Regions from separate parts of the Mus musculus genome. Here all the other regions are linked to region 2. Evidence: chromatin contacts called from public Hi-C, HiChIP or PLAC-seq and promoter capture Hi-C data. All regions are on one chromosome and are shown on one strand. Each heading gives the region's core, a stretch centred on a gene start, on an enhancer-like site or on the middle of the called end of the contact. The rest is flanking DNA. Distances are from core to core; before and after follow the strand shown. Region 1 overlaps Gm16191 (a long non-coding RNA gene). Region 2 holds the start of Cpne5 (copine V). Region 3 holds the start of Pnpla1 (patatin-like phospholipase domain containing 1). Region 4 holds the start of Cmtr1 (cap methyltransferase 1). Region 5 holds the start of Tbc1d22b (TBC1 domain family, member 22B). Region 6 overlaps Tmem217 (transmembrane protein 217). Region 7 holds the start of Kctd20 (potassium channel tetramerisation domain containing 20).

Region 1 (2,700 bases), core at 74-2,573, 310 kb after region 2:
GAGAGTCGTCTGTAGGCGGAGCTCTCGTCTGTAGGCGGAGCTCTCGTCTGTAGGCGGAGCTCTCGTCTGTAGGCGGAGCTCTGGTAGAAACTGAACCTATGGCCTCTGATTCCATGACTCATGTTTATTGAAACATCTGAGAAGACTCAGACCACAACATTGTGACCCTTCGTAAACATGTAACTGTTTTAGAACTAGGTCACTCACACTGACTGATTCACTGTCCCATCCGCGTCTAAATAAGCGAATGACCAGCACCAGACAGAGGCTAGACTTCCTGTGCACCGCTGGTGTGATACTATCAGCTCCGCACACTTCTGACATTTGTACCTTTCACCCACCTTATCCTCTCCTGCATCTCCAGCTCCCTTTGTGTGCCTTTGTACATGTGTGTGCGGGAGCGTGCAGAGGCCAGAAAAGAGCATCCCCACCCCAGCAGCTGGAGTCACAGCTGCCCAGCATGGGTGCTGGGAAGCAGACTCAGGTCTCCCGCAAAAGCAGTGTGTGTGTGCTCTTAAGCTGAGCCTTCCCTACAGTGCCCAGCTCAAGAATTCTTGTACTTGTGAGTCACCTTTGGATCAGAAATATAAGAGTAAAGCATGGAGCTGAGTCCATCCCTCTAAACTGACAAAGGTTTGAAGTGACTATTGAAAACCAGTGTGTCTGAGCAATCCTAATAATAACTAATATTTATGGAATACGTGCTCTTGGTGTGTGTGGCTGCTCCCAAGCCTCCTTCCCTGGAGCAATGTCCCCAGAGACATCCCAGTTTCCACACAGGGGACATCTTTGTGGAATGTCCGTAAAGTTAAATATGACTGGGCTGGAGAGATGGCTCAGCGGTTAAGGGCACTGACTGCTCTTCCAGAGGTCCTGAGTTCAATTCCCAGCAATCACATGGTGGCTCACAGCCATCTGTAATGAGATCTGATGCCCTCTTCTGGTGTGTCTAAAGACAGCTACAGTGTACTTACATATAATAAATAAGTAAATCTTAAAAAGCAACAACAACAACTATGACTGACCAGAAAAGAATCGTCAGCAAAGCCTGTGGGGACCAAGCCATCAATCAGAGTCTCGGATCAGAGTGACACACGAGAAGCCAAGGACCGTGGTAACTGGTAAACAAGGTTCACCCGAGCAGAGGAGAGAGCAGTAATGGAGGGTCACATAACAGAGAAGAGGGAGGTGACCTCTCATCCAGCCCTGCTCAGGATACCAGGAAGTGGGGCCTCCTTGGGGACACCCCTGACTGAGCTCTCCAGCTGGGCCAAACAGCTTCTGGTTTCCCTAGCTCTGGCCTCTGCCCAGACAACTCCAAGAGCTGGAAGCCAGCCAGCTGGAAAATCATCAGCCAGCAGGCCAGCAGGAATCTCAAACAAAGAGGAGGGGACCTGGGGTTGTAGCTCTGGTGGCAGAGGCCTTACTGAGCACATGGGAAGCCCTGCTTCCTTCCCAGTGCCATTTAAAGTAGGCGCGGAGTAGGGCAGTAGAGGCAGACCGTAAATTCAGGATCATCTCGGGTTACAGATCACGCACAGAGTTTTGCCTTGCTCGGGGTGACTCCATTTCACAAGCAACATTTGACTCCAACTTGGAGTGTAAACACCGAGACGGAGTGACGCTGCACTCTGACAGAAATGAACACAACGCCATCTGTCGGTACCACCCACAAGGAACAAACTGATAACTTAAAAATAGAAAGGGCCCCCGCCCTGTTTATCAAAGCAAATTGGGATATGGGTGTGTCCCAGACGTGTCAGAGGAACAAGGTCCAAAGATGGGGGTACAACAACTCCCTGTCAACCCCATAGAGGAGGGCAACCAACACATACACCAAGGGACCCCAACAGGAAGGACAGACAGAGTTCCCCAGTGCCCTGGCCTGAACTGAGCTTGCTCCCCACTTGTAGACATGGCCTGGCCCAGGTGCCGCCTTAGTTCGTATGAAACTTGTTCTGGGGCTGGAGAGATGGCTCAGTGGTTAAGGGCACTGACTGCTCTTCCAGAGGTCCTGAGTTCAATTCCCAGCAACCACATGGTAGCTCACAACCATCCATAATGAGATCTGTTGCCCTCGTCTAGAGTGTCTGAAGACAGCTACAGTGTACTTACATATAATAAATACATAAATCTTTTAAAAATTATTTAAAAAAAAAGCAGCAGCTTGTTCTAGCCCTTGCCCCCTCACCCTGCTCCACCTCCCCTCTGAAGCTTGACTGTGCTCCCCCCAATCCCTGTGCCACCTTGGCACCTCCAGGGGAGCACTTCAGTATCTCCAGGGGAGCACTTTTCTCATCCTCTCCTGACACTCTTTTATTGTGGGGAGTGGACAGAACTATCTTGGTTTTCTTTTCTTTCTTTCTTTCTTTTTTTTTTTTCCAGACAGGGTTTCTCTGTGTAGCCCTGGCTGTCCTGGAACTCACTCTGTAGACCAGGCTGGCCTCAGAAATCCACCTTGCCTCTGCCTCCCAACTGCTGGGATTAAAGGTGTGTGCCACCACCACCTGGCTTAGTTTTTCTTAAGATGTACTTACTTCCGTGTTTGTGTCTGTGTGAGTGCTTGCCTTGCGTGTGCCGGTGTCAGTAGGGGTTAGAGGAAAGCCTTGCACCCCCTGGAACTGGAGTGAAAGCAAACTATGGGCTAGCAACAGAAGTCAGGTCCTCTGCAAGAGCAGCCATTGCCCTCATTTCTCCACA
Region 2 (2,700 bases), core at 169-2,668:
AACAGAACTGAGTCCAGCTGATCTGGAGCCCTAGGTAAACAGGAATCACTTGTGCAGGTCCAAGGAAGGTGTTCTGTTTGTCTTCAACTCGGGCTCTGACTGACGTTTTGAAAATTGATTTCAAACGGCGTTCGGGTGCACCTGCTCGGAATGCCCGGCTGCCAGAAGGCCACCACCGATAGCGACAGGCATCCACGATGTATGAGGTGGTGGGTGAGGAAGTTGCCGCTGCTCCGCGCGTCTTGTCTCAGCTAAGCTTACACCGAGGCTGAGGAGGGGCCACGGGTGGATTTGCTGGAGAGGAAACTCCGTGCACAGCTGGCTTGGCGCTGCAACCCCAGGCCCAGAGGGCAGGCTGAGCCTGGGAAGTCTGCCTGAGAGATGCTTTGACGCTCCCCTCGCTTCCCAGTGCAGGGCTCTGAGCCTGGTATACTGGGTTGCTGGTTGCAAAGCCCAGGGAGCTGAGGCCAGCCACTTGGTCTAGTGGAGGAAGCTTCCAGACAGACCCGGGGGTTGGCTCGGCCCCTGTGGTCACGAAGAGAGAAGGAGGAGGAGGACGACGAAGGAGCTGGGTAAAGGTTCAGGCGACTAGCCAAGACCAGGCTTTGCGGACACCAGAGGCAGATGGGCAAGCTCCCACTGACCCACCCTACGTCGGAAACCAGACCAGCCTTCCTGGCACCAGGCTGATCGCCGCCTCCCCAAAAGGAGGTGGAGGGTGGAGGGCTTAGACCCTCCGGTGGCGGTGCGCACACTCAGCCGAGCCCTCTTCCCCGAACCCCGCCTAGACGCTGCCCAAACAGGTGCCCCTTGGACCGTTCCCCTCCCCCAGCACGCAGACCCCGGCTGGACAAGTGGGGTGGGGGAACTTGCGCAGAGGGCGGCGCGCGCCCTGGGACCGTCTCTGGCTGTCGCCAGCCCTGTCCCCGTCATCCGGAGCCGCGTCCCCACGCCTGCCACGCGCGTGCACACACACGCGCGCACACTCACACACTCACACATTGCTCCCACACTCGCCCCGCGCAGACCCCGCCCTGGCCCCGCCCCGGCCCCTGCGGGCGGCCCCTCCGGCGCCCGCGGACCCCGCACGCTGCGCGCGCCTGGCGGGAGGCGCTGGCGGCGACTCAGGGTACATTTGATTTTCCCGCAGTCCAGGGCACCCCGGAGCCGGAGCCCTAGCAGAGGACGTGGCGCTGCGCCCCAAGCCCGAGGCGGCTCAGTCCTCGTCCCCCATCCCCGAGTCCCCACGCCCCCTCAGGGGACCCCTCCCCGCTGCGCCTGGGTTCCCTCGCCGCGCCCCCCCTCCCCGCAGCAGCTCTCGCGCCCCGTTTCTCCTCGGGCCCCCGCTCTCCGCCCTCTTCCCGCTCGCACTTCCCACGCCCCCTCTTCGCGCTCCTCTCCTCCCCTGGCCGCCCAGCCCAGGGCTGCAGCCGCTCCGGAGGAGGCGTGAATCGCGCAGGAATATTGACTAATTTGGGTGGGGTGGGGGGACGGTGGGCGATGGAGCAACCCGAGGACATGGCGTCGCTCAGCGAGTTCGACTCCTTGGCGGGCAGCATCCCGGCTACCAAGGTGGAGATCACGGTGTCATGCAGGTGAGCCGCCCGCGGTTCGGGGGTGGGGGGGGACCCTGCCCCGCCCCTGGGCCGGAATCCCTCTTTCTCTGTAGCTTTCAGCCTTTGCTTAGCGAGCCTGCTTTTCACTGTTCTCGTCTCCCGGGCGCCCCGCTGCCTGTCTTCGGAGACCCCCTGCCCAGCGGCGGGTGGCGATGGCTGAATGGGCAGCCAGGCAGGGGTCAGGTTCCCAGAAAGTTTGCATTCGGAGCTGTTGCTTCCAGGACAGGAGGAAGACACGGAAACAGGGGTCCCAGCAGCAGAGTGGGAAGGGGAGGAGCCGCTCCAGGGTCTCCACTCTGGCTTTCTCCCTGATTTATCTTTCCCCAAAAGGAGAATTGAGAGGGACTGGCGCCATTCCTCCCAGGCATGACCCTCTGTGCCTCCCGTGACCTCCTTTCTCCCCCTACCCTGGCCTTTGCCCCAGCCTTCTCCCTCTCCTCCACTGTCTTAGAACCCAGGATTTGAAAGCCTCTTGCTTTAGCCTCCAGCAAGAAGGATCAACCGGGACAAGAGTCTCAGAGAGCAGGAAGCCTTGCCGAACTTAGGAGTGGTGTGGCGCCATTAAAAACCAGTAACTCTGATGGGAAAATCTTAAGCCAAAGGAGCGAAGGGCTGATGAGGAAGTGTCAGAATCCCCAGGCAAGAGGGGGAGGAAGGAGTTTGTTTTGTAGGCTGCCACCTCCAAGTCCCCAGTAATGCCATACTGGTTGGCCTTCTCTGTGGGGCTGGGCCTCTCAGGTTCTCTTAATAGGCTGCCCCGAGGCTGGACAGGCATGTGGCTGGCCCTAGGCACACTGCTTTGATAGGTTTGTGAAGAACATTGTGGTCCAGATATAACTCACTGGAGGTCCTGGCAATGGCCCATATAGCATTTCCAGAGCCCCATCGCACCCTTGTTCCAAACCACGCACCTTGGCTTTATGGTGCTGTTGGGTCAGATATTGTCCACCTCATCTCTGAGTTACTGAATTGAGACATTGGGCAAGTGTCCATATGTCCCGAGATGCTAGCCTCGGGTGTGAAAGAGGATGGATTCTGGGAAACTGCCTCCTGAGGACTTGAAGTGAGAGCTGCTGAGGTGGTG
Region 3 (2,700 bases), core at 166-2,665, 380 kb after region 2:
ACCAGATCCCTGATCCCTCCGTTGCTTCCTCCAACCTCAGCCCCAGTCCTCCTCCCCCAGGTCTGTCCCCCGGGGCCCAGAAATGTCCTTTCTCTAAATGTCTTACTTTGTGCAGTCTCCACCTAGATGCCTCCTCCTCAACATGGCCCACCCCCCCAAACATCTTTGGAACACGGTCCCCTTTCCCCCTTTAGCCCCAGCCGGGTGCAATTTGTTCACAGACACCCCCCACCCCCATCCCTTCCATCATGACACGAGAGACGTCTCCATTCGGAATTTTGCTGTCTTTTCTCTCTAGAACATTCTAGAACTTCACAGGGGCTCTACATTACAGCCTGGCATCGAGCAGGTGGGGGTTGGCCGGGCCAAGAAGGCTGTTGCTCATAGCCCTGGGTCAGCACTGTGGCCTCTGGCCCACCGGGGCACAGCTGAAGCTCCCACACTGTGTCCCACATCTGTCACCAGCTTCTCCTCAACTCAGGGTTTGCATGTTGGGAACCCCTCCTCCTCACTGGGAAGTTGAGGCAGTGTTTACAATTTAAAAGAAGCCTCGCCCATGGAGGAGGAGGAGGACGGAGGACGTGTGTGTGTGTGTGTGTGTGTGTGTGTGTGTGTGTGTGTGTGTGAAGGGGGACTACCCTGGCTGCCAGGCTTTCCCGCCTCTCTCCCCGTGCACTTCCAAGCTTGTCCAGGGTCTGTTCTGAGAAGCCCCCTCCAGCAGCCCCCTTCAAAGACACCAGAATAAAAGTCTTACCCATCTCAATCCCGCAGACGACCAAGGCCGCAATCACCGCTCCCGCTGACGTCCCTGCAAAGCGATGGGCTGTGTCCAGCATCCTCGGGGCCAGATCTCGCAGAGCATCCACGGCCCCAGCCTGGTAGTAGGAAAGGAACCCGCTCCCGGAGAAGGAGATGGAATGAGGGGTATCTGGGTCTCCTTTGAACACCTGTTCGTCCATGTTCGGGGTCTATGGCCTCCCAGCGGAGGAAGAACCCACACCTGTCTGCCTTGGCTCAGTATCTCCTTCTCCCCCAGCCAAGAGCAGGGAATGTGGCAACTCTACCAGCCCAGTCAGGCATCCACGGGTGGTTCATCCAGCCACTGCCTGGGCCTGTTTAGCTCTGCTGAGAGGTACCCCGGAAGGGCTGATAGGGATCCCCAGGTACTGGATGAAATGTAGACAGTCCTTAGAGTCATGGGCAGGGGCGTGGTCCTGCAGACCCCTTGCTCACTTCATGCCCTTGCTAGACTTCTGTCAGGTACAGGCTCTTCAGCGCTCTCCACCCATCCGGAGCGCACCTAGGAGCGGGGCATTCCCTGCACCCTGCTCTGGACGGTGTCCACAGAGGCGGTGCCTCTCAGCATCCAGTTGCAAAATCTCTGCCTCGCCCTGTGCCTCCCTCACTGACAGGCTGCTCTTCACTGACAGGACGCAGAGTTACACGCCACGCCCCCTATCCGCCACGCCCCCTCCCCAGCCTGTGTTCCCCTCACTTCCATTGTGGGCTGCAGGATGGCTTTGGCTTTCAATGGGGAGGAGCAACTCATACCACCCCATGCCCCTCCCCCACCCCATTCAGACTCTGGAAAGTTCTTACACAAAACACCTCTCTATTTATTCTTACCTTAGGATTGGCTCTGGGCAAAAACTGTAACAGAGAAGTATGGCTCTGGGTGTTTGCCCTGGTTTGCTTTCCATTGCTGTGATAAAACACCGTGACCAAAAGCAACTTGGGGAGAAAAGGGTTATTTCAGCTCACAGTTTAAGGTTCATCATGAAAGTCAAGGCAGGGCGAGAGGAACCAATGCAGGTTTGCTCCCCCATCGCTACACGCTGTCTCCTTCCTTCCTTCCTTCCTTCCTTCCTTCCTTTCTTTCTTTCTTTCTTTCTTGTAAAGATTTATTTAGTACACTGCATCTTCAGACACTCCAGAAGAGGGCGTCAGATTTGTTACGAGGATGGTTGTGAGCCACCATGCGGTTGCTGGGATTTGAACTCAGGACCTTTGGAAGAGCAGTCACTACTCTTAACCGCTGAGCCTTCTCTCCAGCCCCCAACCTGCTTTCTTACACAGACTCAGACCACCTGCCTAGGAATGGCACCGCCCACAGTGGGCTGAGCCTTCTTCCATCAATCATTAATCAAGAAAATACCCTATAGACTTGCCGATCTGATGGCGGCCGATCTGATGGCGGCAACTCCTCCAATGAGAGTCCCTCTTCGCAGCGTCCATCAGTAACCAGCCAGAAGTCGCCAGCCTCCTTCCTACCTCTTCTTATTCTGTCATCTCCCTGTCCCTGGCCTGGTCCGTGCAGGTCTTCTCTCTTGCCTCTCAGTCCTGTGCCAGCTCCAGAGGCCTGAAGAGGGTATCCGATGCCCTGCAGCCGGAATCACAGGCAGTTGTGAGCTGCCTGATATAGGTGCTGGGAACTGAACACCGGTCCTCAGGGAGAGAGCATCATGTCTTCAGCTGGAGTGCTGTCTCTTGGGTGTGCAGGAGGGAAGAGGACAGCGAGCTTGGTCATTCCAAGATGGCCACATGAATAGATAGCTTGTGGATGGGGGTCAGGGGTCGGGGGTCATGAGGTCTCATGTGGGGTGTCTGGGTCTCCTCATCAGGGTCAGGGCAGAGAGATGTTTTGGTAAGGGACAGGGGCTTGGGGACCAGGGTTAGCTCTAGGGCTACTCAGCATGATTT
Region 4 (2,700 bases), core at 137-2,636, 420 kb before region 2:
GCGAATTTCTGAGTTGGAGGCCAGCCTGGTCTACAGAGTTCCAGGACAGCCAGGGCTACACAGAGAAACCCTGTCTCAAAAAGTCAAAAAAAAATTACAAAATCTTCAGGAAAAGTAGTGTATTCAAAGAACTCAGAAAAGAGAAAAGACTTAAAAGTTGGAGGTACACTGGTATCTTTGGGGAACAGGGACGCTGGGATACAAGAACAGACTTCTCTGGCGTTTGAGTCAGACATATAGTTTTAAGACCATGTGTTGTTTTGACTATGAACTGATACTCAATATTGTCTATGAAAATCAGAGCCAGTTCAACTTATTTCAAAATATTTGCTGGGGTGGAGGGAGAATGAGCATCAGCAGTCGAGGTAAGAAAGTAATGGAATTTGAAGGGATATAGCAATCCCTCCCCTTGAAACCTAGCAAAAGGTTTCCGTATTTCCAGCCCGAGGATGAACCTGTGGACCCAATGTACGATCATCCCAATCTCAGGTGGCAATTTCCTAAGTGACAGTAGCAGTGCCTATTAGAGGAAAGCAGGAAAGCCAGGCGACTGAGCCAACAGAAAGCCAGGCCCGAGGAGCCACATTTTTACTTGACATCACAGATAGGTGAGCCTACTGGAAAGCTCATCGCTGAGGCTTCACAGCACATAAAATGGGTCTCATTTAACTCTTAAGTCGTCCCGGTGGGTGTGGGTGAAGCGGGGGTGGGGGGTGCCACTGGGAACTCAGTGTGGTCTGCGATGGGGCAAGTGAGAGAACAGGAAACAGCTTTGTAGAAGGGCAAGGCGGCAGATACGAACGTCCCCCTCCACCACAGCACCTTCGACTGGGGCCTCGCAGGGAATCCAAGCCAATCCTCTCATTTCCTCGGCCAGGGGAAGGCCAAAGGGCTATCGAGTGACCTACAATGGCAGACGCGCTGTGACCAGGCACTTCTAAGCGCTGCTAACCCCCGTATGCAGAGGGGAAAGAAGGGAACGCCATCTCCCCGACGGAGCTTCTCCTTTGGAAACGTCAGGTGTGATACTGTGTGCGCGGCGACCAGCAGCAGCGGCAACCTCGGCTCCGAGAGGTTGCTGGGGACAAGACAGGGGGCAGGAGCAGAGAGAGGCTACCCGAAAGCGGGCAAAGCGGCCGCCGCAGGGGAAGGATGCTGTGCCCGTGCGCCCGCCCGCTCGCACCCCCGGGGCCGCGCGCCTGCACTCACGCTGAGGGGATGGGGCGAGTAGCCGGCGAGCGGAGACGAGGGACCAGGCCGCCACTGTCGCCGCCCAGGCTGGCCCTGCAACCTCCTCCTCCCTCACTTTCGTTTTCCTCGCAGGGCCGGCTAGCTGCGCGGTCGCGCTCGGAACCCGCCCCGCGGGCGGCGCCGCTTGATAACGTCACGAGCCCGCCAGCCCCGCCCCCGCTGGGCTCAGGCTTGGCCCTGGGGAACTGCCCAGGTCGCACAGCGCGCAGGACCCGAGGCGCCTGCGCGGAAGGGGGACCGCGAAAGAATGGGGGGGCAGAGAAAAGCCACTAGGAAAATAACCCTTGTCTACTCTCGCCCTAAAGAAGGGAAATCAATACTTCACCTCAGTTTATTCATCTTGTTATGGATTACCTGAAGAAGGAAAACTCCCAAGATGTCTTAATAAATCATGTGGAGTCTTTATTATTTATTACCACCGGTGGGGCTGTCTCAGGCAGAGGAGCGGGAAGCACCCTCGGACCTCCAGTTTGTTCGACATTTTAAAGACAAGGACTGCAACTGTGATGTATACAGAAAGGCAGCTCCAAACATGTGCAACAAGCAAACATTGCTTTTTTTTTCTTTTCAGAAGCAGAGTGATAACAATTAAATGGTCAGGCAGTTAACCTTTAGGTCAGAATCACAATCACATGGTATAGAAATTTATGGCTGATCAAGAGACCAGTTTAGCATAAGATTTAATGACTGGTCGAAGTGACCGGAGACGAATTTTTGCCCAAAATAGTTTTAGCAATGAAAGTATTCTTAGGAGCTAGGTGGTAGTGTCGAACACCTTTAATGCCAGCACTCAGAAAGCAGAGACAGGCATATCTCTGTGAGTTCGAAGCCAGCCTAGTCTACATAGCTACTTCCAGGACAGCCAGGGATATATTGTAAGACCCTGACTTGGAAAGTGGGAAAAAAAAATCCTAGAAAGTGTTTCACAACATGGCGTAACTAGTTTGGTAGCTTACTACAGTATCGTCATTATATAGATTTAAGAATACAGTCAGAGGAGCCGGGCGTGGTGGCACACGCCTTTAATCCCAGCACTCGGGAGGCAGAGGCAGGCCTATTTCTGAGTTCGAGGCCAGCCTGGTCTACAAAGTGAGTTCCAGGACAGCCAGGGCTACACAGAGAAACCCTGTCTCGAAAAACAAAACAAACAACAACAACAACAAAAAAGAATACAGTCAGAGACACAAACTGGCCAAGGTCAAAGACCTGTTCCTGTTCCATAGGACATATTTAACATTGGACTAGGCATAGCTCAGTGTCAAGACTGTTCGTCCGGTACACACCAGATCCTAGATCTGATTCTCAATGCCTCAGACTAAAAGAAATAATGGCATCTGTGGCATTTGACCATATGCACTGAGATGGGCTGTAACTCTAACTCCTCTTCCCATTTTCAGACCAATATAACTTTGTTGGACATTCTCAGCTGCGTTTGTCTCTTAAACCCCG
Region 5 (2,700 bases), core at 68-2,567, 310 kb before region 2:
TCGCTTGAAGAAGGGGGCGAGGGCTGTGTGTAACTCAGTGGCAGAGTGTCTTCAACAGTGTGAAGAGAGAACGGAAGAGGGGGAGAAAGAGGAGAGGGAGGGGGAGGGGAAGAGAAGGAGGAGAGAGAATGGGAAAGAGGGGAGAGAGAGAGGGAAAGGAGGAAGGGAAGAGTGCGAGGTCACAGGTCAAAGGACTACACCTGAACAAAAAAAGACTTAACAGGAAAATCACTAAGGATAGAACTCATGAGGGCGGTGACCAGACACAAACTCTTAACACCAAGCAGCCTGTGGCTGGCAGAAATCTTAAATTCAGTAGTGAAACACATAGGGCTTTCATTTTTCAGGACATCACCCAAAACAAACGGAACCAGTAAACCAAAAGGCAGCCTGACTGAGAGACAATTGCTCAGTGTCAACATACACTAACAAGAGAAAGAAACACTAAGGGAATAAGTTGCTTGAAAGGTCTGCTCTCCAACAAAACAAGAATAAAAGAACTTAATGCATCCACACTGAAAAATCATCACTTCTCCGGGATGCCAGAAGGAATAACTTATTCTCCACCCTGCGGCCACCCTGTAATAATTTCTCAAAAGAAAGGACCAACTCAAGACAGAGTAAGGTCAGGCTTGAGAATTCCCCCTCCCCTGTCTTGCTCATACCCCTGCAGGCCTGGCCCAGGCTCTCCTATCAGAACCCCTTTGGGAGTCCAAGGGAAGACAGGAATGTGATGATGGGCTGGGAACCAAGGCCATGGGGCCACCAACCCTCATGCAAGCAGCCACCCATGCTGTTGGAGACCCCTAAGGAGTTCTGTAGAAAGTCGGAAGCGGTCTGCAGGTGGCCCTCCACGGCTACGCTGACAATGGCAACTCGCCCAACTCCACTGCCCCTCACACTGGTCCCCTGACACCTCCCAGCTGAGGTTCCCCGCCCCCAGACCCCAGTCTGCACCCCACACCCAAGCTGGCCAGGCTCCTCTGATTGACAGCTGCTCCAGCCTGGGCTACTCCGACACCAGCCCTCCGGCCTCGGGGGTACCCCAAGACGGAGGGATTCAGGGACCAGGATCTGGAAGGCTTTGGGTCCAATCCCCACTCCCCTCAGCGTCCTGGGCTCACCTCCCCGGTAGCTTGGCGCTCCTCTTCCAGAACTGCTTGCTGTTCTCGGCGGCCATCTCTCCGGCCCGGGGGAAGGCCTGGTCGGTGGGTCACGGGGGGGCCCCGCGACAGGCCCCCGGGACCCCGCAATCTGAGGGCCAGCCCAGGCCGCTTCCCCGCCGCCGGTCACCCGCTCCCAGCTCCTGGGGGCGCCATCTTGGATGTGGGCACTCCCCCCGCCCAACACCGTTGCCATTGGTGGGCTGAGCAGGCCGGTGGGCGGATGGACCAATGAGGATCCCGGATCCTGCGGGCCGCTGAAGGCCCGCGGCAACGTCAGGGGCTGGGCACACAGGTGGGCCGGGGAGGCGGGGCTTAGATGGGCAGGAAGGCGGGGCTGAAAGTTCCTACTCCCCGGAGGCAGAGAACCAGGTACTGCGAGGAAGAAGTAGATGGGACTGTTGCCTTTGATGGGCTGAGGTTCTGGGGTTGTCTTGGTGGAGAGGGGTAAGGAGAAACCATAACATTTGTATACATTAGTCTTTAAAGGAAGGCCTCATGTAATAATGAACATTTTTTAATGTCCCTCACCTCAATGGCACCCAGGGTGGTTACCCCCCCACCCCCCCACCCCCGCCTTGTTCCCTTATGGTCCTAGTTTCGCAGAGGACAGTTCCGGCCATACCCCAGTGCGGGTAACTGTTGTATGAGTAGCAGTTGATTTATCAGACTCCCCCTTTCTTCCGCTAACTGAACTTCGTGATGTAATCCCTTCTTCGGGTCTGACTCTTTCTGGTTATGAGGATCCAGATACTGAGAAGTCATGCTTAGGAAATACTAATTTATCCTCCAAGTAGCATTTTCTCTAGGGACGTTGTTCATCCCCATGGCAACAATCAGGAAGATGAAGGATGTACCCCCAATATCCTCAACTCCTTTATTAACTGGCTATAAATCTTCCATCTATAGATTCATTTTTCAATCTAATTTTGACTCAAAATGAGATCTAATTTTAGCATGTTGTCTCCTTTGGGTGTCATGTTAATGACTACCTCTCTTTTTTGAGTGTGTTCTGGGACATTTGGGGGAAGATGGAGGGTACTTCCTTTTTCTACTCCGAAGAAATGTTTGTTCAGACAAGGAACTGTGGATATGTGCGAGCTACTGCTCAATCCATCTCTGTACTAACACCCTAGGGTTTCTAAATATTGAAAAATACATTACATTTATTCAGTGTGTGTGTGTGTGTGAGAGAGAGAGAGAGAGGAGAGAGAGAGAGAGAGAGAGAGAGAGAGAGAGAGAGAGAGAGGTCAAAGGAGAACTTCAGTTTTCTCTTCTCACCGAACTCAGGTCGTCAAGACTGGCTGTAAGCCCCTATACCCATTGAGCCATCTTGCTGGCCCAACATACTGGCAAATTCTCAAGGCTCCTTCTTTTCCCACCTAAAGAAACACCTTCTATATGTCCCTCAGTGATTTCTTTTTACATAGACATTACTCCCAGTTTTCAGGCTTCTTTTGCTTGCTAATGTTAAAAGACTAGGACTGTAGACCTGAACAGGTGGCCCAGGGGTTAAAAGCATGTGCTGCCCTTTCAG
Region 6 (2,700 bases), core at 98-2,597, 290 kb before region 2:
TCCAACCTCCACAAACACACTGTGGCATGCTCACATCCACAACCATAACTCTTGCATGCACACAAAATGAATAAAATGTCATTTAAAAAACGTTGGTAGCAACCAGGCTACCAACTTCCAAGCTGGGCAGTGGTGCACTCCTTTAATCTGAGCAGAGGCAGGCAGAACTCTGAGTTCAAGGCCAGAGTGAGTTCTAGGACAGTAAAGGCTACACAGAGAAACCCTATCTCAAAATACTCCCTTCCTCTGGTCCAAAAATAAACACACTAAATAGATAAATAAATAAATAAATAAATAAATAAATAAAAACCCTTTGGTAGCATAGCCATTAGCTGCAAGTGATACTTGGAAATCTAAACTTTATTCTGGCCAACTGTGTGGCTGTCTGTGGAAGGCGCAATTGCTACACTAAGGAAGGGAAGGTCCTGTCCCACATCAGAGACCTCCACATTCAAGGAAAACGGGTCCTGAGCAGAACAAACTCCATATTCTTCATCAAGAGGGCTCCTTGCTAGTGGAATAAGGCAGCTGAGTTCTAGTCCTGGCATAAATATTTGTCTATGGCAGCTATGGTGATACCGTGGCTAGGGGTGCCCATGTACCCCAGTTCTGAGCATTGAACAGTGAGAATTCACTGAAAGTTCTCAGAGATGTGTTTGACATCCTGTGGAAGAAAGGAGCGCAGAGGAGAGCTTCCGGGGCACTCCTGATTGGCCTGCTAGTGAGAGGCAAGTTGGCAGTCAGCCAGTGACCACAGAAAGGAAGCTACCGTGGGACCCTGACACCGCGTAGGAGACCTGAAAGACCCAGAGGAAAGAGCCAAGTAGAGAAAAGGCACTGGAGAAAGAAAAGATTATAGACATAGCAAGGGATGTGTAGAGCTACCCTGGGGTGATGAGCGGAGGCTGCCATCGGCCAGGACTGTGTGCGCAGCCCTGTGGTTTATTGTCTGCATTCGCCCATCCCCAGTGGGGACTGGTTTCCCTGCTTGTCAGCTGACTCACTGTCAAGCATGGCAGGCTGGTTTTCTTTCTGTGTTGGAGAGGATTGGGTTTTTGTTTTGGGAAATCTGATCTCTTGAGCAAGAGTTTGGCCTGGAAGAATACAGGAAGAAGGGAAGACCCTAGCTTCCCTACAGTATCTGGGATTTCTCTCCTGTTGGGAAAACTGGGGAGGTAGCAGGTTGTGCCCCCTAGAGAGTGCCCCCCCACACACACACACACCCTGCTGGGTTGGATGCTGGCTACTTGGCTGAGAAGAAAGCTCAAAGCCTCATCACCCTGGGGTGATGAGCGGAGGCTGCCATCGGCCAGGACTGTGTGCGCAGCCCTGTGGTTAGCCTTTAGTAAGCCTATAAGAAGCAAGACCGCAGGGCTGGAGAGATGGCTCAGTGGTAAGAGCATTTGCTGCTCACAACTGCCTGTGTAATTCCAGTTCCTCGGGCTCCAACTGGCGCCCTCTTCGGGCTACTATGGGCACTGCAGGCACCTGGCGGTCCTACATGCAGAAAGGCACTCAACCACATAAAATTTAAAAGAAAAAAAAAGACACAGCCATTCTCTGCTGCTACCAAACAGTTACCCTCGAGGAAAGCCTGCAGCCATGGCACAAGGAGACTCAGGCAGCCCTTAAAACAGGCCAGAAGAAGAGAGCTGAGGTTTCTGGCCAGGAGCTACCAACAGCCAGGTGAGTGAAAGGACCCTCCTCGGAGGACAGCCTTCAGCTGGCAGCCGCTCCAGACCTTTACTTTAGGAGGGGCCCTGAGGCAAAACAGGCAGCTAAGACACCCCTCGCCTTCTGTCTCAGAAACCCAAGACATCTAGGAGTGGGACCAGCATGGATATCCATCAGCTGATGGAAGGATTGATGGATGGAGGAGATGCGGAAGGTACAGACTGTGGAAATCATTCAGCTGTGAAATAATATGAAATAGTGACATTTGCAGAGAAATGGATGAAGCTGGAAATCCTCGAATGAAGTAAATGAAGTAGAAGTAGAATAAACCAGGCTCAAAAGGACAAATAGGACCTGCGTTCTCTCACATGTGGGTCCTAGATTTTAATTCCTCTATGTGTGTGTATGTGTGTGTGTGTGTGTGTGTGTGAGAGAGAGAGAGAGAGAGAGAGAGAGGAGAGAGGAGAGAGAGAGCGCGCAGGAGGTAAGAGCCAGTGGGAGGGGCCAGGAAGAGGGCGGGGAGAGGAGGAGGAGCAAGAAGCGGCAATGGAATTTGTAAGCCAACATTGGGGTGGTGGTGGGGCACCAGTAAAATGTGTTTTGAGCCTTGCGTAGTTAAAGATGCCTTGAGCCCAGCTCTCTAGACAGAAGCAGGCAGATCTGTGAGTTCCAGGCCAGCCAGGGCTACACAGTAAGACCCAGTCTCAAACAAAACAGAAACAGAAAATCGAAGCTTTAAGGTCTGAAGGAGATAGCTCAGTCCATAAATTCCCTTGCCTTGTGTCTCAGTTACTGCCATATTGCTATGAGAAGACACCATGGCCAAATCAACTTATAAAAGAAAGCATTTAACTTCGGAGCTCACAGTTTCAGAGGGTGAGCTGATGACCGTCAAGGCAGAAAGCGTGGCTGCAGGCAGGCAGGCTGGCAGACATGGCGCTTGAGTGGCAGCGGGGAGCTTACATCTTATCCACAAGCAGCAGTGAGAGAGACAGAGACAGAGAGGGGAGAGAATGGGCCTGGCAT
Region 7 (2,700 bases), core at 134-2,633, 290 kb after region 2:
AGATATTCTGTAGCTAGTGAATTGATACCCACAACTAAAAGCCCATAAATACTACTGATGCTGGCACATCCCAGGGAATCAGAGACCCCCCAGGCTCCGGGCACTCCCTGGCTGATACCATGAGAAGGAAAGCAGAGAGCTGAGGTGGGAGCCAAGACCTAATGACATGCTCAAGCTCCCACGATCCTACCAACAGGCTCCTGAGAGAAACAAGGTGGGTTAGCCTGATCCACGCCATCTTTCTCCCACCCAGGCAATAACAGGATATGGATAAAAAGCCATTTCCTGCTCTCATGTAAGGGCTCCAGAAAGCACTATCCTTTCTCACACAGCCTTCCGAATCAGGGCTTCTTGACTCCCGACTGATTACGGACAGGAGAGGAGTAAGTCAACAGAAAGAAAAGGACATGAGACAGTATTTACAGTCCTCAGGCCAAGCTAATCTTGGTTTCCTAAGGTCCGGTTCCTGGCTTACCAAGGCGGCCCAAGCGGGGTGGTTGCCTGCCAGCACTAGTAGACTCAGGGGTCCACCCTAGATTTCTAGAATTAATTTCTGGGAGCCGTGCTAGCGACCTGCAAAACGCGTTTGAGAACTGCTACTTTAAGATTTTGTTTTTGTTCCTCTGGAGTGGGGTTGACGTTCTAATTCAAGGTTCGTCACAACTAATATTATTCCAACATTCTGTTTGGGAGATCATTTAAAAAGAAATCTCAAATTTCTAGGTAAACAATTGTCTATCAGCAAACAGACACCGTGAAAGAGCTTGGTTGGTCAGAGTTCCTGGCCTGTCTGTTAGTTCGTTTGCTGAATTCTCACTTAAAAGATTAGATTTACTTCTAAATAGTAAATCAGCCCAATCCAGGAATGTTCAGAAAGAATGACAAATTCCCACAAAGGGGAGGAGGTGTCCTCATGGCGCAAGCCTGACGACACTGTCTGCTATAAAAAGTTCTTATATGCAAGAAAAAAATCTCCCAGTTCTGCACTAAGCATGGGATGACAACAGAGGGGCGACAGGACCGACAGAAGATTCCAGAGGTTCTGGGAAAGCGCGACCAACCTTCCCCAGCCTGGGCTACCGGTGGCCCTGCGTGGTTGGTCGGCAGCCTCGCCCGGCTTCTCCTTTCTCCCCAGGCCGGGGAGGAGCCCGCACGGGGCCTCTCAGGCCGCAGCGTCGCGCCCGCCGCCATCATCAGCCCGCGCCATCACCTGCCCGCTCGCCCGCCCACCCTGTCACTCGGCACTCACCGGCCGCTTGCTGCCGCGCTCTCCGACACCGAGCCCCGAAGCCACCTCCAAGCTCCGGCCACCGCGCGCCCCCGCCCTGGCCGCGGATCCCCGGTTGAGTCACCCGGCCCTTCAAAACAAGAGCCCCGCCCACCGCGGGGCATGCCGGGAAGGCCGCGCGGCTCGCCCCGCCCCCGCCGCGGACTCCGCCATAGGCCGGGGCCTCGCCTGCCTGCCCGGCCGGCCGGGAACTGGGGCTCTTCGCCAGGGCGGCCCAGTAACGCGCGCCGCCGCCGCTTGCGCTCCATCACCCAAGGGGCTCAGACAGGAAAGCGAGCTGCAGGCTCGAAGGTGAAAGAGGCTGGGTCGCCCCGGAACGCGTGATGCTCACGGAAAGATGAGCCTATCGCCTTTGTGTGGCGGATGGATATGAACTGCAGCCCAAAGACAGAAAAACATCAACAACAACAAAACAAGATAAAAGAGAAAACAAAAACTTCCCCCCAACTCTTGAGTTTCACGGAACAATCTGCGATAGCAAACAAGATTCTACAGGTTTCATGTTACCTGGAAGCAAACTATTAGAAAGCTGGTTGCCTTGCTTCCTGTGAACCGCACAAGGGAACCTGAGAGGAGGAACCTGGCTCCATCTCTCAGGGTCACGGGGACTTGTGGCTTTTGTACTTAAGAAAGTTATCAGACCAGTTGATTACACCATCACAATGATTGCACAGACTTCTAGTTTTGGGTGTTTCGTTCTATTGGGGGTTTGCTTGTTTTAACCTTTATTTCCCTTCTCCCTCCTCCCTGGCTCTCCACTCTTAATACATGGGGTGTTCTTTGTTTTTTGAGACAGTCTCCTTTATCCCAGTATGGCCTTGCACCTCTGATCCGACCTTCACCATGTGAGTGATGGATAGGGTTACAGACAAGCCCTACCGTAGCCGAATTATGAAGGGCTCTGGTGTAACCCAGGGCTTCATGCACCCTAGGCCATTATTCTACCAGTTGAGCTACGTCTCCAGGTCCGAGTTCATTTTATTGAGATGTGACGCCGCAGCCCATGTTGAATTTGCTGTGTAGCCAAGGATGGCTTTGGACTCCTCATCCTCCTGTCCCTGTCTCCCAAGTGCTGACATTATTCTACTTTAAAACTGCTGCTGAGCACTAAATAAACTAATAAAACCACGCAAAAAAATATAGGGAATACCTGTGTGCACAGCATTAATCCTAGCACTTGGGAGGTAGAGGCAGGAGGATCAGGAAATCGAGGTCCCCCTTATTTGGCTTATGTTGCTTCTGGGGGGGGGAGGGGAGGAGGGGGACGGGTCTACCTTGCCCAGTTTCCCCCATACCACCTGTCACTAAGGGAAGTCAGGGAATCCAGTCAGGAAACTGGGTCTACAAAGTGAATTCCAGAACAGCCAGGGCTACACAGAGGAAACCATGTCTCAAAACAAACCAAATACGAC

The links. Promoter capture Hi-C pulls out the DNA fragments that hold promoters and counts their contacts. A called contact is a pair of places that touch in the nucleus more often than the background predicts. HiChIP or PLAC-seq counts read pairs in DNA pulled down with a chosen protein or histone mark. Capture Hi-C pulls out chosen DNA fragments and counts their contacts.
Region 1: a contact with region 2 is called in a Hi-C map of the N1E-115 cell line, with 3 times the contacts expected there. The contact joins the enhancer-like site here to the promoter of Cpne5 in region 2. A contact is called at or near these places in 3 of 39 promoter capture datasets (the C10 cell line, HPC-7-derived erythroid cells and pre-B cells), 1 of 15 datasets of contacts at CTCF or cohesin (pro-B cells), 4 of 484 Hi-C or Micro-C datasets (B cells, the N1E-115 cell line, cerebellar granule neurons and 1 more), 1 of 115 datasets of contacts at active chromatin or transcription factors (pancreatic cancer cells) and 1 of 9 other capture datasets (liver).
Region 3: a contact with region 2 is called in a promoter capture Hi-C map of pre-B cells, with 2.8 times the contacts expected there. The contact joins the promoter of Pnpla1 here to the promoter of Cpne5 in region 2. A contact is called at or near these places in 5 of 39 promoter capture datasets (the 3T3-L1 cell line, the C10 cell line, liver and 1 more), 2 of 484 Hi-C or Micro-C datasets (both in the G1E-ER4 cell line) and 2 of 9 other capture datasets (embryonic stem cells and liver).
Region 4: a promoter capture Hi-C map of adipose tissue shows a contact between it and region 2. The contact joins the promoter of Cmtr1 here to the promoter of Cpne5 in region 2. A contact is called at or near these places in 1 of 39 promoter capture datasets (hippocampal neurons) and 1 of 9 other capture datasets (adipose tissue).
Region 5: a contact with region 2 is called in a Hi-C map of bone marrow-derived macrophages, with 31 read pairs. The contact joins the promoter of Tbc1d22b here to the promoter of Cpne5 in region 2. A contact is called at or near these places in 3 of 39 promoter capture datasets (cranial neural crest, liver and neutrophils), 2 of 484 Hi-C or Micro-C datasets (bone marrow-derived macrophages and forebrain), 8 of 115 datasets of contacts at active chromatin or transcription factors (astrocytes, bone marrow-derived macrophages, embryonic stem cells and 4 more) and 3 of 9 other capture datasets (adipose tissue, liver and pancreatic islet).
Region 6: a contact with region 2 is called in a promoter capture Hi-C map of pre-B cells. The contact joins the enhancer-like site here to the promoter of Cpne5 in region 2. A contact is called at or near these places in 13 of 39 promoter capture datasets (the 3T3-L1 cell line, the C10 cell line, the HPC-7 cell line and 9 more), 4 of 15 datasets of contacts at CTCF or cohesin (CD8 T cells, embryonic stem cells, large pre-B cells and 1 more), 5 of 484 Hi-C or Micro-C datasets (the G1E-ER4 cell line, bone marrow-derived macrophages, cortical neurons and 1 more), 8 of 115 datasets of contacts at active chromatin or transcription factors (the HPC-7 cell line, acute myeloid leukemia, embryonic forebrain and 4 more) and 4 of 9 other capture datasets (adipose tissue, embryonic stem cells, liver and 1 more).
Region 7: a contact with region 2 is called in an H3K4me3 HiChIP or PLAC-seq map of pro-B cells, with 4 times the contacts expected there. The contact joins the promoter of Kctd20 here to the promoter of Cpne5 in region 2. A contact is called at or near these places in 3 of 39 promoter capture datasets (the 3T3-L1 cell line, HPC-7-derived erythroid cells and cranial neural crest), 7 of 115 datasets of contacts at active chromatin or transcription factors (double positive thymocytes, embryonic limb bud, embryonic stem cells and 3 more) and 2 of 9 other capture datasets (adipose tissue and liver).

What each region holds. Positions count from the first base shown.
Region 1 is chr17:28,929,499-28,932,198 of GRCm38.p6, reverse strand. The region is part of intron 1 of Gm16191 (a long non-coding RNA gene); the gene reads right to left. Among named protein-coding and RNA genes, the nearest start is that of Gm16191, 5.6 kb to the right of the region's middle. Within about 2 kb of position 1,323, at least 214 of the 459 cell types and tissues checked have an H3K27ac peak or open chromatin away from gene starts, as enhancers often do. A contact at or near this core is called in the N1E-115 cell line, liver and pancreatic cancer cells, where this site is marked.
Region 2 is chr17:29,236,508-29,239,207 of GRCm38.p6, reverse strand. It overlaps Cpne5 (copine V), which reads left to right and starts at 1,418. Exons shown (of 21, transcript NM_153166.2): 1 at 1,418-1,595. The coding sequence starts at 1,501.
Region 3 is chr17:28,857,126-28,859,825 of GRCm38.p6, reverse strand. It overlaps Pnpla1 (patatin-like phospholipase domain containing 1), which reads right to left and starts at 1,415. Exons shown (of 10, transcript NM_001034885.3): 1 at 755-1,415. The coding sequence starts at 959.
Region 4 is chr17:29,659,281-29,661,980 of GRCm38.p6, reverse strand. It overlaps Cmtr1 (cap methyltransferase 1), which reads right to left and starts at 1,386. Exons shown (of 24, transcript NM_028791.6): 1 at 1,210-1,386. The region is part of intron 7 of Gm28043 (predicted gene, 28043); the gene reads right to left.
Region 5 is chr17:29,548,419-29,551,118 of GRCm38.p6, reverse strand. It overlaps Tbc1d22b (TBC1 domain family, member 22B), which reads right to left and starts at 1,317. Exons shown (of 13, transcript NM_198647.1): 1 at 1,125-1,317. The coding sequence starts at 1,180. Tmem217 (transmembrane protein 217) reads left to right here and starts at 1,526. Exons shown (of 3, transcript NM_001162901.1): 1 at 1,526-1,610.
Region 6 is chr17:29,530,203-29,532,902 of GRCm38.p6, reverse strand. The region is part of intron 2 of Tmem217 (transmembrane protein 217); the gene reads left to right. Among named protein-coding and RNA genes, the nearest start is that of Tmem217, 18 kb to the left of the region's middle. Within about 2 kb of position 1,347, at least 80 of the 459 cell types and tissues checked have an H3K27ac peak or open chromatin away from gene starts, as enhancers often do. A contact at or near this core is called in CD8 T cells, the G1E-ER4 cell line, the HPC-7 cell line and 2 more, where this site is marked.
Region 7 is chr17:28,951,119-28,953,818 of GRCm38.p6, reverse strand. Kctd20 (potassium channel tetramerisation domain containing 20) reads right to left here and starts at 1,383. Exons shown (of 8, transcript NM_001356300.1): 1 at 1,250-1,383.